Regions from separate parts of the Rattus norvegicus genome. Here region 1 is linked to region 2. A link is a contact called in public Hi-C data. All regions are on one chromosome and are shown on one strand. The core of a region is the stretch at or near the end of the contact, and the rest is flanking DNA. Distances in the headings are between cores, read along the strand shown. Region 1 holds the start of Add3 (adducin 3). Region 2 overlaps Xpnpep1 (X-prolyl aminopeptidase 1).

What was found. A called contact is a pair of places that touch in the nucleus more often than the background predicts.
Region 1: a Hi-C map of Schwann cells shows a contact between it and region 2, with 8 times the contacts expected there. The contact joins the promoter of Add3 here to the enhancer-like site in region 2. A contact is called at or near these places in 7 of 12 Hi-C or Micro-C datasets (the A7r5 cell line, Schwann cells, frontal cortex and 4 more) and 1 of 1 datasets of contacts at active chromatin or transcription factors (oligodendrocytes).

The regions. Positions count from the first base shown.
Region 1 is chr1:262,149,639-262,155,193 of GRCr8, reverse strand. Add3 (adducin 3) reads right to left here and starts at 2,426. Exons shown (of 15, transcript NM_001164103.1): 1 at 2,228-2,426. It overlaps LOC134484107 (a long non-coding RNA gene), which reads right to left. Exons shown (of 3, transcript XR_010061452.1): 2 at 5,105-5,233; 3 at 3,788-4,311.
Region 2 is chr1:262,021,719-262,027,306 of GRCr8, reverse strand. Xpnpep1 (X-prolyl aminopeptidase 1) reads left to right here. Exons shown (of 21, transcript NM_001398660.1): 7 at 1-112; 8 at 1,647-1,742; 9 at 3,813-3,894; 10 at 5,588. Among named protein-coding and RNA genes, the nearest start is that of Xpnpep1, 32 kb to the left of the region's middle. Within about 2 kb of position 3,621, at least 29 of the 93 cell types and tissues checked have an H3K27ac peak or open chromatin away from gene starts, as enhancers often do. A contact at or near this core is called in Schwann cells, where this site is marked.

The DNA of each region.
Region 1 (5,555 bases), core at 1,177-3,676, 130 kb before region 2:
GCCGGGAAGGGAGGGGGCGTGGAGACGAGGGACCTGGACGCCGAGACCGCGGCAGCAGGAAGCGGCGACACCTAGTCTGCGACGCGTCTAGCTCTCGCTGCCTCAAAACATCATTTAAAGCCCTTTCCTCTCGCTGCAGCCCCGCGCCCCGACGACCGTTACCGGCGGGCGCCTCGCGCTCTGGCGGGACCAGCCGAACTACCCACGAACGTCCTCTACCCCGCCCCCTTGGGCCCCGCCTCCACAGGGCCCATGACTCCGCCCCTACAAGCTTAGTCCCTTTTAATACCCCGAAGGCCCCGCCCCACAGGCGGGAGAGCCTTAGCTCCTCCCACCATAGCCCACGCCTTGACTCCGCCCCCTGCAGGCTTGACCCTTCCAGCACCCCAGCTTCAGTGCTCCGCCCCACATGGCCCGAGAGCTCTGGCCCCGCCTCTTACAGGCCACGCTCCTGCGCCCTTCACTCCGCCCAGTACGGGCCGGGCCCTCGTAGCTCAAGAGCGTGCCCCTGGCTCCGCCCTTCGCGGGGCCAGCGTTCTTGCTCGTCCCAATAGGCCACGCCCCCAACAGGCTCTCACAGTCCAGGCCCCGCCTCTGCTGCCCCTTAAGATCTCTAGCCCCGCCCCTCGAGGCCCCCTTGGAGCTGCAAGCTCAGTATCTGTGCAGCTGCGGCAGTGGGGGCCTACGTGCTCCGCAGGCGGAGGGCCTGTTGCAGGCCGCCTGCCTGGCGCCTCTGCAAGGTCTTCCTCCCTCGGTGCAGCTCCGATCCGCTGCGGGAGAAGGAAACGACCCTGAGAGAAACCCGACTGAAGGTGGGAGGTTGACGCCACGGAAACATCTGCCTCCCCAGTCCCAACGGTCTTCCCCCACCCAGTGAATCTGAGCTGAACCGCTGCTTTCGGATCGAGCTTCTGCGGCCCACTGAGGCTGCTGGGCTTTTGGGGGGAGAGGCCACAACAGTTGGACTTCGGCACGGCCCCCACAGGAGGGGCCTCGATTTTCTTCCCAGCTCATTTGCGTTTGGGGGAGCCTCCCGCCTTCACTCGCTACCACAGAGGGACGAGGCAAGGGCCTTTATATTCATTTGGACCAGCCCAAACTCTGCACTCCTACTTTGGCTAATTGCCTCTTAAACCTTCTGAGAGCTGACCTCTTGGGAGATGAAAAGTCTAGGCTCCGCCAGCAGCCTTCAAAATCAGTCTAAGGCCAGGCAAACTTTGCAGCACTCATTTGCAGAGTCGGGGATCCCTCCACAGGTGACACTGGGCTGCCCACCCCCGCCTCCCAGACGTGTTTCTCACCCCAACCTATTCTCGAAATAGACCTCCAGGCGCACGCTGCTCTCCTCCGCCACCCACGGCTTGCACACCGCTCCGGCACACATGCCCTCTCCACTGCACGAATTCACCCTCAAGCACACTCCTCCCAGCGCCATTCTAGTGATTCATGGTCCCTGGGGTTAACCCCACCCTAACACACACAGCAAACTTCATTCCCCACCCTTATCTCCCGTCCTTTCCAAGGCACTGGCGACAGGCCACTTCATTTCCTTCCTCATCTGCAGGCTCTCTTCCCCCTCAAATACTTCGCGCCAGCCCTCTCATCTTCATCCCCCTTTCCCTAAAAACGTGCTAATTAAAATGTAGTTTCCTCTTCCCACATATGAAGTGTGGCAAATGAATAGCGTTCTTGGCACACAGTGCAATTCATTTATCCTCCTCTCTCCACTGGACTAAAGCTACAGAAATTTTAGTCTACCACTATCACCCATTTGCTCAAAAAAAATAAAAGACCATGCCTTCTTATTTTTAAACACTCCTCAAGGATCGTGGGGGAAGTCTTGCTACGCCTTAAGGAGAAAACGATATCTAGGAAGCGCTCAGTCCGTCATTTTATTTGCCATTTAAAAATATCTGCAGTGTTTGAGAGCGAGATTGGGAGTGGCTGTGTTTTCTGCATTTAAAAAGAAAAAAATGCTTCGCATGCATCAAGGTTAGCCTTTTTACGCATAGCAAAAAAAAAAAAAAAGTACGCTAGGAGCACGTATCATATAATTGTCTCTCCTACCCAGGACGTGTGTGTGTGCCAGACAGAACTGTAGACCCCAAGCCATCTCCAAAGGACGACAGATTCACATAACGTTTTAAGCATGGCTGATGAGGAGTGCATTCCGAGAGCATTGCCTTTCCCACGCGTTCTGAACAAAATGGGGAAGAGCTGTGCTTACCTGCAGGCGATCCAAAGCTGCTTTGCGTGCAGGGGAGCCGACGCGTGTCCGTCTTCCCGGCTAGGTGTGGATTCTGCAATGCTGCACTGAAACCCACTGCAGCCGCGGAGCAGCGGCAGCGGCGGCTGCTTCTCCCAATGCTGAGTTGTAAAGTGTGTGACTTAGAGACTCCACGGTTGCCGTGAGGCGCTGGCTTGGAAGAGAGGAGGCGGAATCTTTCTTAAAGGAATGGGTTTGGTTTTTCCTCTCCACTGTTGCTTCATCAGATGTAAAGGGGCGGGCGGGGGGGGGGTGGGGGGGTGGAATCAGGAAATTTTTTTTAGACTGAGCAAAGCAGTTCAGCTGTGGGAGGTCAAGGTTAAAATTAACTGGGTGAAGGGAGCGAGTCAATGAGAAATGCTCGAAGCACTAATTTTAAAGAGCCCTCTCTACTAATATTGGGGTTAATTGCCAAAGTAAAACTGTGTGCCTCGAAACGGATCAACAACGTGTGCTAATCTTTAATTTCCAACCACTGTATTAAATAACCATAGAAAGAGAGGCTATTTAGTATTTACTAAAGGAAGTATGAAAGGAATAATTATATAAACCTCATGTGAGTGCTAACGCCTATAAATATAGCTGAAACTTCTAATATGTCTATATTTACATTCGTCTATTTATACACATATTTATATTGCATATTATATCTGTAATATGTTACATTAATTATATATAATCTGGGAGGTATGTATTTTTTGAGACAGGGTCTTGCCATGTAGCCTCGGCTGGCCTAGAAATAGTTATGTGGCGCAGGCTGGCCTCGAACGCAGAGAACTCTGCCTGCCTCTGCTTCCCAACTTCTATTAGTACAGGTGTGTACCGCTGTACCGGTTCTAATATATTTTTTGACGTTGGCATTTAGAATCAGAAAATATATTATTGATAGATTTCAATAAAATCTATTATATCCAGATTAAAATGTATCTAAATTAATTTTAGAAAATTATAACAGGGTATACTAGTCTATTGAGTGAAAATTCACAAATTAGAAAACAGGAAATTCAAGTGGCTTTGTTTCAGTGTTTCTAAATCTACTATTAAGATCATTAAAATGTGCTCTGCCCATCAGAAGTCTGCATGATAGCCTCATATTCTGTTTGTAATGTTCCTTCATTTAAGCACTGAGCTTCGATTACCTTTTCCATTATACAGAGTGTGGAGGCATGGTCTCCAAATAAGAGTAGATAAAAACACAGAAAATATTCTGCCATTGGTTTTTCTTCCCATGGCTTTAGTGGATGACCTATACGGTATTGAGCAAGTAGCCAGCTACATTTGGCCCTTAGGCCTCCATTTTGTAAAATGTGGGATCTGGGCTGAAATTTCCATGAAGAGAATGAACACTAAAAGTGCCATTTCCAATTCCGGCCGAGTAAAGATGGCTTTGTGGCATTCCTGTGTTTCTGTCGTCTGGCGCACTGAGTTCCTTCAAGTGTGAGTTGAGCTAAAGCTTGAGAGGGGCTGGTAGAGTGCTGGAATAACGAGCACAAAATCCTGGGCTCGATCCCCAGGCCGGGAAGGAGGGGTGGTAAGTTTTCATTTTCAATGCGATCGGAATTGATTTGCTAACCCGAAATTATTTTTGCTAGTCACGTAATTGCTCTGTAAAGTGAATAAGCAAGTGCAAATGAATTAGAATTGTATGCCCAGACGACCAATTGCCCACCGACAACCAATAGCCCACCCATGACCAATTGCCCACTGACGATCAGTTGTCCTGAAGCCCAGCCCTTCTGTTACAGGTCCTGATGATGGCGCACTGTCACACATGTTACAGCTGGTTCTTCTTGGTGCTCCTATGTGATCTCAATCACTATGAATAACTTCTTCCGTGTGCTGAGCACTGACTTTAGGGGAGCATGCTCTCGCTGAAAGCACTACTAAACCCGGAGTCTTGCTAGATGGTCCTCCTGCCTCAGCATCGCTGGGAGCTGGGCTTAGAGGTGAGTACCACTTCACTCTGCAGTCATGCTCTCTGGACCTGGCTTTTATTTAAAGGCTGGCGCATCATCTGGTGAGTTAGAACAGATTGTAGAGCGCACCTGTGGATTTCAGAGATGGGAAGCGTGGAAATCCATTATGGACAGAGCTGGAGTAAATGCCACATGCCCATTCTTCACCCGCAAGCAAGGGGGGTAAGGGATACACCTGAAATTGGTCGAGTTTTGTATATCCACCTTGGGGGCTTAACAAGGCTTGTCAACAAAAACAAAGTAGCTACATTCAAAATCACCGTCTGTGCGCACCTAGGGTACCCTAAAGAAATATACGAACCAGCATTTATATAACATAGTATCAACACAAATTTGACCTTCAGGTTTGAACATGTTTACACCAGAAAGAGAAAAAAGTTGTCAAGAGAAGTGTTAAAAAATAAAAAAGTAAAAAAGTCAACAAGGGGGGACACCCCAACCTCCCATTAGCAAACTCTTATTTATCTTATAGAACCTTCCAGTAGCCATCGTTTCCTTGGGCGCACTGGTGCCTTGGCTTTGGTTTGCATCCTCAAACATGCCTGCCACAAGGGAAAGATTTTTTTTTTTTTTTAGGAGCCATGGAAATGAAAGCCTTATATAAATGTTTTTCTGGTTTTTGGAGAAGCTTTAGGAATACTGAAGGCCTTGGGCAGAAGACTAGTATATTTTCTCCAATCTTGAACCAGTATTCCCGGTGGAGAATCTGACACCCATCTAAGCCCAGGCCCCTATGTTTCAAGGAAGCGTTAGTGATGTAATATACTTTGTTAGATGACACGGAGACTTTGGCCCTCTGTGTCCCTAGGAAAAGAGTTTCGATCACATTGATACAACAACAACAACAACAACATTCTCTTACCAGAACAGAATCGAAGGAAATTCATTTTCCCAGTCTCTCCCATCATCTGTTTTGGTTTATACTTATTTTCTGCCTGGAAGTCTTTTCATCTATGAGTTGGTAGTGAGCAATGAATACAACAGCAGTTATCTGCATAATTCAAAGCATACACAAAACCCCAAATTAAATACTTTCTCTTTGTATCTCCCCAGAATGCTGAGCACAGTATCTTATAGAAAGGTACTTAATAGATTCTTTTAAAAAAACAAACAAAACAAACAAACAAAAATGAGTGCACAATTTAGTGAATGAATCGCCCCTCAAATGCCCTGGAACTGATCACAGAGTGTTTTGTTTGTGTTTTAATTTGCATTGTCCGAAAGAACTGAGTCTGTTCTCTGTTCCCCTTTCCTGACACAGTCGCGATCTAAGAGATGCAGCTTTCTTTCTGCAGAGTGCTTTAAGATGCCTG
Region 2 (5,588 bases), core at 2,372-4,871:
AGTGCTGGTCACCACCTCGTGCCTGTGAAGGAGAACCTTGTGGATAAGATCTGGACAGACCGGCCAGAGCGCCCTTGCAAGCCCCTCCTCACACTGGGTCTGGATTATACAGGTCAGAGCCATAGCTGTGACTCCGAGAGCCTGCCTTGCCAACCCATCTTGTTAAAGTCATATTCAAGGCGCTGTTATGGAGTTGGTAGATGCCGTTGTATGCAGCCTTGTCTCCGGCACAGGTTCTGGCCTTACCACAGGACTGTGCCTCACCTGGCGTGGATGGCCAGTTGACCAGGCGGGCTCTAGCGCCTTCCGCTTTTGCTGTCTTCTTGCCACCTACTTTGGCTCAGTCTGTGGTGGCAGAGCTTTTCTGGTGGTGTTGTGGGTGCTGGGGGAAGACCAAAGCTTTCCCCTGGTTGGCAACTGCTCCTGACCCTGGGCCCACTTCCTCTCTTGTGGCACTCGTGGGGCTGCCCTCCAGGCCTCCCTGGGTTGTAGCTTACGGTGTAGAAGTTTAGATGTGGCTGTCTCCTGGCCTGTGAGAGTGTGTGAGCCGCATGTACTGCCAGGCTTCTGTGGGAGAAGAAAGTGTGGGTTAATGGAGACAGTGAAGGCTAGAAGGAGACTGGAGGTGGGGCTGCAGGGGAGGGCCTTGCTGTAGAAACAGGGAGGTGGCTGGGGACGTCTGGAATGTAGGCAGATTGCCAGAGGGGTCCTGGGAAGAAAGTATCACAGCTCAGACACTGGCCAAGTTTTAAACAGCATTCCCCGGGCTGATCTTCAAAGCAGTCTGTGGTTGTGGGCAGCCCCAGGCTTGTTTTCCTGTGTGACACCCTCATTGGGGTGCGTGGCTTATGGGGAGGATGAGTTCAGCGAGTGGCCCAGGGTCAGCTTACTACTTTCCATCAGCATGGTTGAAGTTGTCTTTTAACTGAAATAGAGCCTCTGACCTGTCGCTGCAGGAGAGAGCGCCCAGATACTGCTGCCCAAGGTTCTGTTTTGGAAGGCTCATGACACTGCTAGGTGCTGGGTAGACCAGTGCCTACCCTGTTCATAGGTAGCTAGTGAGAAGCTAAGTTACAGATGCTTCTGTAGTGAGGTGACTTCCTCAGGTGCCACACTGCATTCTGGGAGTGTGACTTGGAAGCAGTATTCACAGTGAGTTAGGTCAGCCTGCAGCAGGGACTCTGGTCTTAGCCCCAAGTCTTTGGGCCCAAGAAACGCAAAGCGAGTTTCACAGGGGAGGTCTGCTGTGGAGAGTGTACTCAGATAGTCCAGGCTCAGTCACACTAGCCTCTATGTGCTAGCCCATGTAATTGCCAGTCTAACTGTACGTGCTGCCCTGTGGACTGTAAGTCCAACAGGGAGGAACTTGGTGTGTCCAGAGCCATAACTGCTCCAAGCAGTAGGACCCCTGGTAGATGCTGCGCCTGGTAGGTCTGGGTGCTGCGTAGGCCTTTGGGGGAGGCAGGCAGGGCTCAGGGCAGTCAGGGGACTTGGCAGAGTCGTCTTCCTTCTGTAGGGATGGACTCTACGCTGCACGCCTGCCGTGAGAAGTGGTACTGTGTGCGAGGGTTCAGCATAGCCTTCTCACCTGGCTTCTGACTTCCGAGGGTCATAGAGGAGGCAGACGCTCATTTGTTTTCTTACAGGCATCTCGTGGAAGGAGAAGGTTGCAGACCTTCGGTTGAAAATGGCAGAGAGGAGCATCGTGTGGTTTGTGGTCACTGCCCTAGACGAGATTGCATGTGAGTACTCTGGTTTCACTGCAGGGGCATTACCTGATCTCCTCCTTGGGCCTCTGGGAATCTGTGTTTGTGCCATTCAGCTCTGTGAATGGTGAGGGAATTCGTAACAGTGTCTTTAAATAAGAGAGCAAATGCTGGTTAGCACAAAGGAGGGAGCATTACAGTTGGAATAGGGATGGCCCACCTGACAGAACAGCGCACACACAGCCAGGGGCTCCTGGTGAATCCGGTGTGTGATGCCTGCCTCTGGCCTCGCAGTCTGAAGGACTGACTTCTCTGAGGAAGAATATTCTAAATATTTTTTTTTTGTGTTGCTCTCTCTTTATACTTAAATAGTTTCTAAGATCTTCACCGAGAGAGTATTCTAGTCAAGTTTTTACCTCAGAAAACTTAACAGGAAGGTCTTCTCTAGGTCCTGCCCCTTAATCTTCTGACTTTCCACTACCCCTGCTGTTCAAAACCTGTCCTCTCCCAGAGTTTGAAGGAGCCTGAGTGAAATGCTCTCTCCTGTCCTGCTCTGACTGGATTTGATTCAGGGAGGCTTGGAAGAGGCTTTTGTGCATTTTATCTCTCCACTGGAGGAAGAAAGCCCACTGGGGATGTCCCGCCTCTTCCGTCCCCAGACTTTGTCAGATGTCTGTGATTGTTGTCTCGAATTAACCCTGCCTCAGAGGGAAAAACACACAAAAGTGCTTTCTCTCTTTGAAAATAAAACAAATATGTCCCTATTTTGGAGACCCTCTGAAGTGCAGAGGAAGTAGAAGAAAAATAAGATTCACTCACAAGCCTTTTCCCTAGTGACAGCCATTGTTGACATTTCTGTGTATCTGTCATTCAGCCTGGTGTTCTAGACGTGTCAGTGTGCTGGGAACAAATATAAACGCAATTTAAGCATTAAGAATCCCCTCAAATGGTGGTGCTAAGGTCTGCCTGACAGCTTCCATTTGGAGGCCTTTGCGCTATCTCCAGCTTCTCCATAAGTTACTGTGGTTCTCTCGTCCGGAGCATGGCTCATACTCACATATCTCAGTTTCTGGTCATTTTGCCTTCCTATTTCTGGTTGATTTTGTGGGTACTCTTGTGAGTGTGAGGGTGAGCGTGTGGTGGGACTTCTGACACATCCATTCTGTCACACGTCAGCAGCCCCAAGTCCCTTCATTTCAGAAGGAGGTAGTAAAGCCCGATGGGAGGCAGGCCTCTAACCCAGCACTTGGGAGGCAGAGGCATGTGAATCTGAGTTCGAGGCCAGCCTGGACCACCTAGCAGGTTCCAGGCTGTCTACGGCTACACAATGAGACCTTGTCTCCAAAAAATAAAACACTCAAGAGTCAGTATGAGGTTAAACCTTTCTACTTTCTTTGAGAAGCCATTATTTTAACATAGAGGGGGCGGCTGCTTTTTGTACTTGGCCTTTTCGCTCCCTTATCTTTGAGAGCAAGCATTGGAGCGGCAGCCAGGCCCAGAGCTGCACTGTCTGCTTGTCTGTTAGGCTTCTCAAGTGTTCGGTGACCTCATCAGACTCCAGCCCCTGGCTCAGGGCAGGTCCTCCACCCAGCCCAGTAACAGCCCACTGTGGCTGAGCCACAGCCTCCTGACTCACGACTTCCGGCTCTGAGGAGAGCTCTGTGTAGGTGGAGCTCAGTGGGGTCTCTATGTCACCACCTCCACTTCAGACTTTCTGTCCTAGGTCGTTTGCCTTGGAATAGAGAGATTGCATGTGTCCCCCTTATATTTGAGGGGGTCAGAGTCTGTTTGCAGCAGCGCTGAGCTTGGCAGATTCCCACAGTCAGTTACCAGTTTCAGCTCTTTGGGGGACACTGGTTATGACTTTTTGATCCTACTCCCTCCTCAGGCTTGCAACATGGCCAACTAGGAAACAGTTCTGGCGCCATCAGGTGGCCGACACCAGCATCTGCAGCTCAGTCGTGGAACCCTGAGAGATGTGGAATCCTTTGATAGGAGCTGAATTCTAAGCAGAAACTCCTCCCTCCCCAAAAGCTACCTGTAAAGCCTGACCCTGGAGCCAGGCATTGAAAGGAACCATTTTAAAGAAATTGCTTTCCTTTTTAGGGCTGTTCAATCTCCGAGGGTCAGATGTGGAGCACAACCCGGTGTTTTTCTCCTACGCAATCATAGGACTAGAGAGGATCATGTAAGTGCTCTCTCCCACCCAGATACCCCCTCCTGGCCCTCACCCCACCGTTGCTATGCTTGCTTTCTCACTTTAGAACTCCTCCTTCATCCGCTTGTCCTTGCCTGTCCTAACAGGTGTTTGCTTTAATCCTGCCTTCCCTCTAAACCTCTAAATGTCTTGAAATCTACAAAATTATTTATAGTAACACAAGACTGAGAAATAAGTGTGTGAGACTATCAGAGCACAGATGCTGTGAGGTTCTTCATGAGGTTCCTGCTGTGTGATCTGGCCCAGGCCACACAGGTTTCAGGTTTCCCAGAAGGCAGTGCGGAGGGAGCAGCATAGGCTTAGCTGTATGGTTCTGGACCCCAGGCGTCTTAAAGGTCAGCAGCAATATGGGGAATCATGGTCTATGGTCTGCTGTCTTGCCAGTTTTACCACTTCAGACATTACTTTCAGGCTAACGTCATTGTCTTTCTGTTGAATGGGATTATAGTTCTTTGCTCTTGTGATAGAACACTCTGATTGGAAATAACTTAGGGGAGGAAAGGATGACCTTGACTTACACTTCATGCCACAGTCCACCATTGAGGGGAACCAGGGCAGGAACTCAAACAGGAGCTTGAAGCAGGGCCTTGTTTAGCTGGCTTTCTCTCTTTCTTTTTTCTTTTCTTTTCTTTTCTTTTTTTTTTTTTAAAGATTTATTCATTTATATGAGTACACTGTCGCTTTCTTCAGACACACTAGAAGAGGGCATTGTTACAGATGGTTGTGAGCCACCATGTGGTTGCTGGGAATTGAACTCAGGACTTCTGGAAGAACAGTTGATGCTCTTAACCACTGAGCCATAGCTGGCTTTCTTATATAGCACAGAATCACCTGCCTAGGGAATGGTGCCACCTGCAGTGGGCGCATGCCTAAGGAATGGTGCCACAGGCAGAGGGCTGGGCCCTCCTGTATCAACTGAACCAAGACAATCTCTCAGAGATTTACCCAGTAGCCAATCATTTTGGCCTGTCCTCAGCTCATTTGCACTTCTCAGACAATGGTAGGCTGTGTCAAGTTGACAGTTAAAACTTAACTACGGCAGGGGCCAGGTGTGTCTGTACACATCTTTAATTCCAGTTCTCAGAAGGCAGAAACAGGCAGATATCTGAGTTTGGTCTACATAGTTCCAGGACAGCTGGTGTTACAAAGTGAGACCGTGTCTCAAAAAAACCACCAACCAACCAACCACTAGCAGCAGCAACAACAAGTCCGTCCTTTCTTCTTTTTACTTAATGTGTAAAATAGAGGGTTCATCGTGACACTCTACATGTATTTATCATTGCACCGTGCTCATGTTTGGACAGCTCACTTATTGACTGTGAACTGTGTTGGGACTGGTATTGGATGCTAGCATGAATGGCAGCGTCCTGGGTTACAGTTGAGAAGCTGAGCTCTCCTTTCCCTGAAGGGTTCAGGCATATAAGTGGGGGACCAGCCCGTTAGGGGTGGATGTGTGTGCACAGGAAGGGCTATCGTAGGTGTGTAAGAGGAGATGGCTGGAGGAAAAAGGAAGCATGTTGAATCAAAAATGAAGGCTAGGTGAGCTGTGGTGGTGGGCAGAGGTGGGGTGAGAGGAATCTCGGAAAGGGACGGCGTGCCCTCCTCTGTCTTTCGAGTGGGGTGAGCCATCATATGTGAGTGGGGTGAACCCCGATCCCCACAGG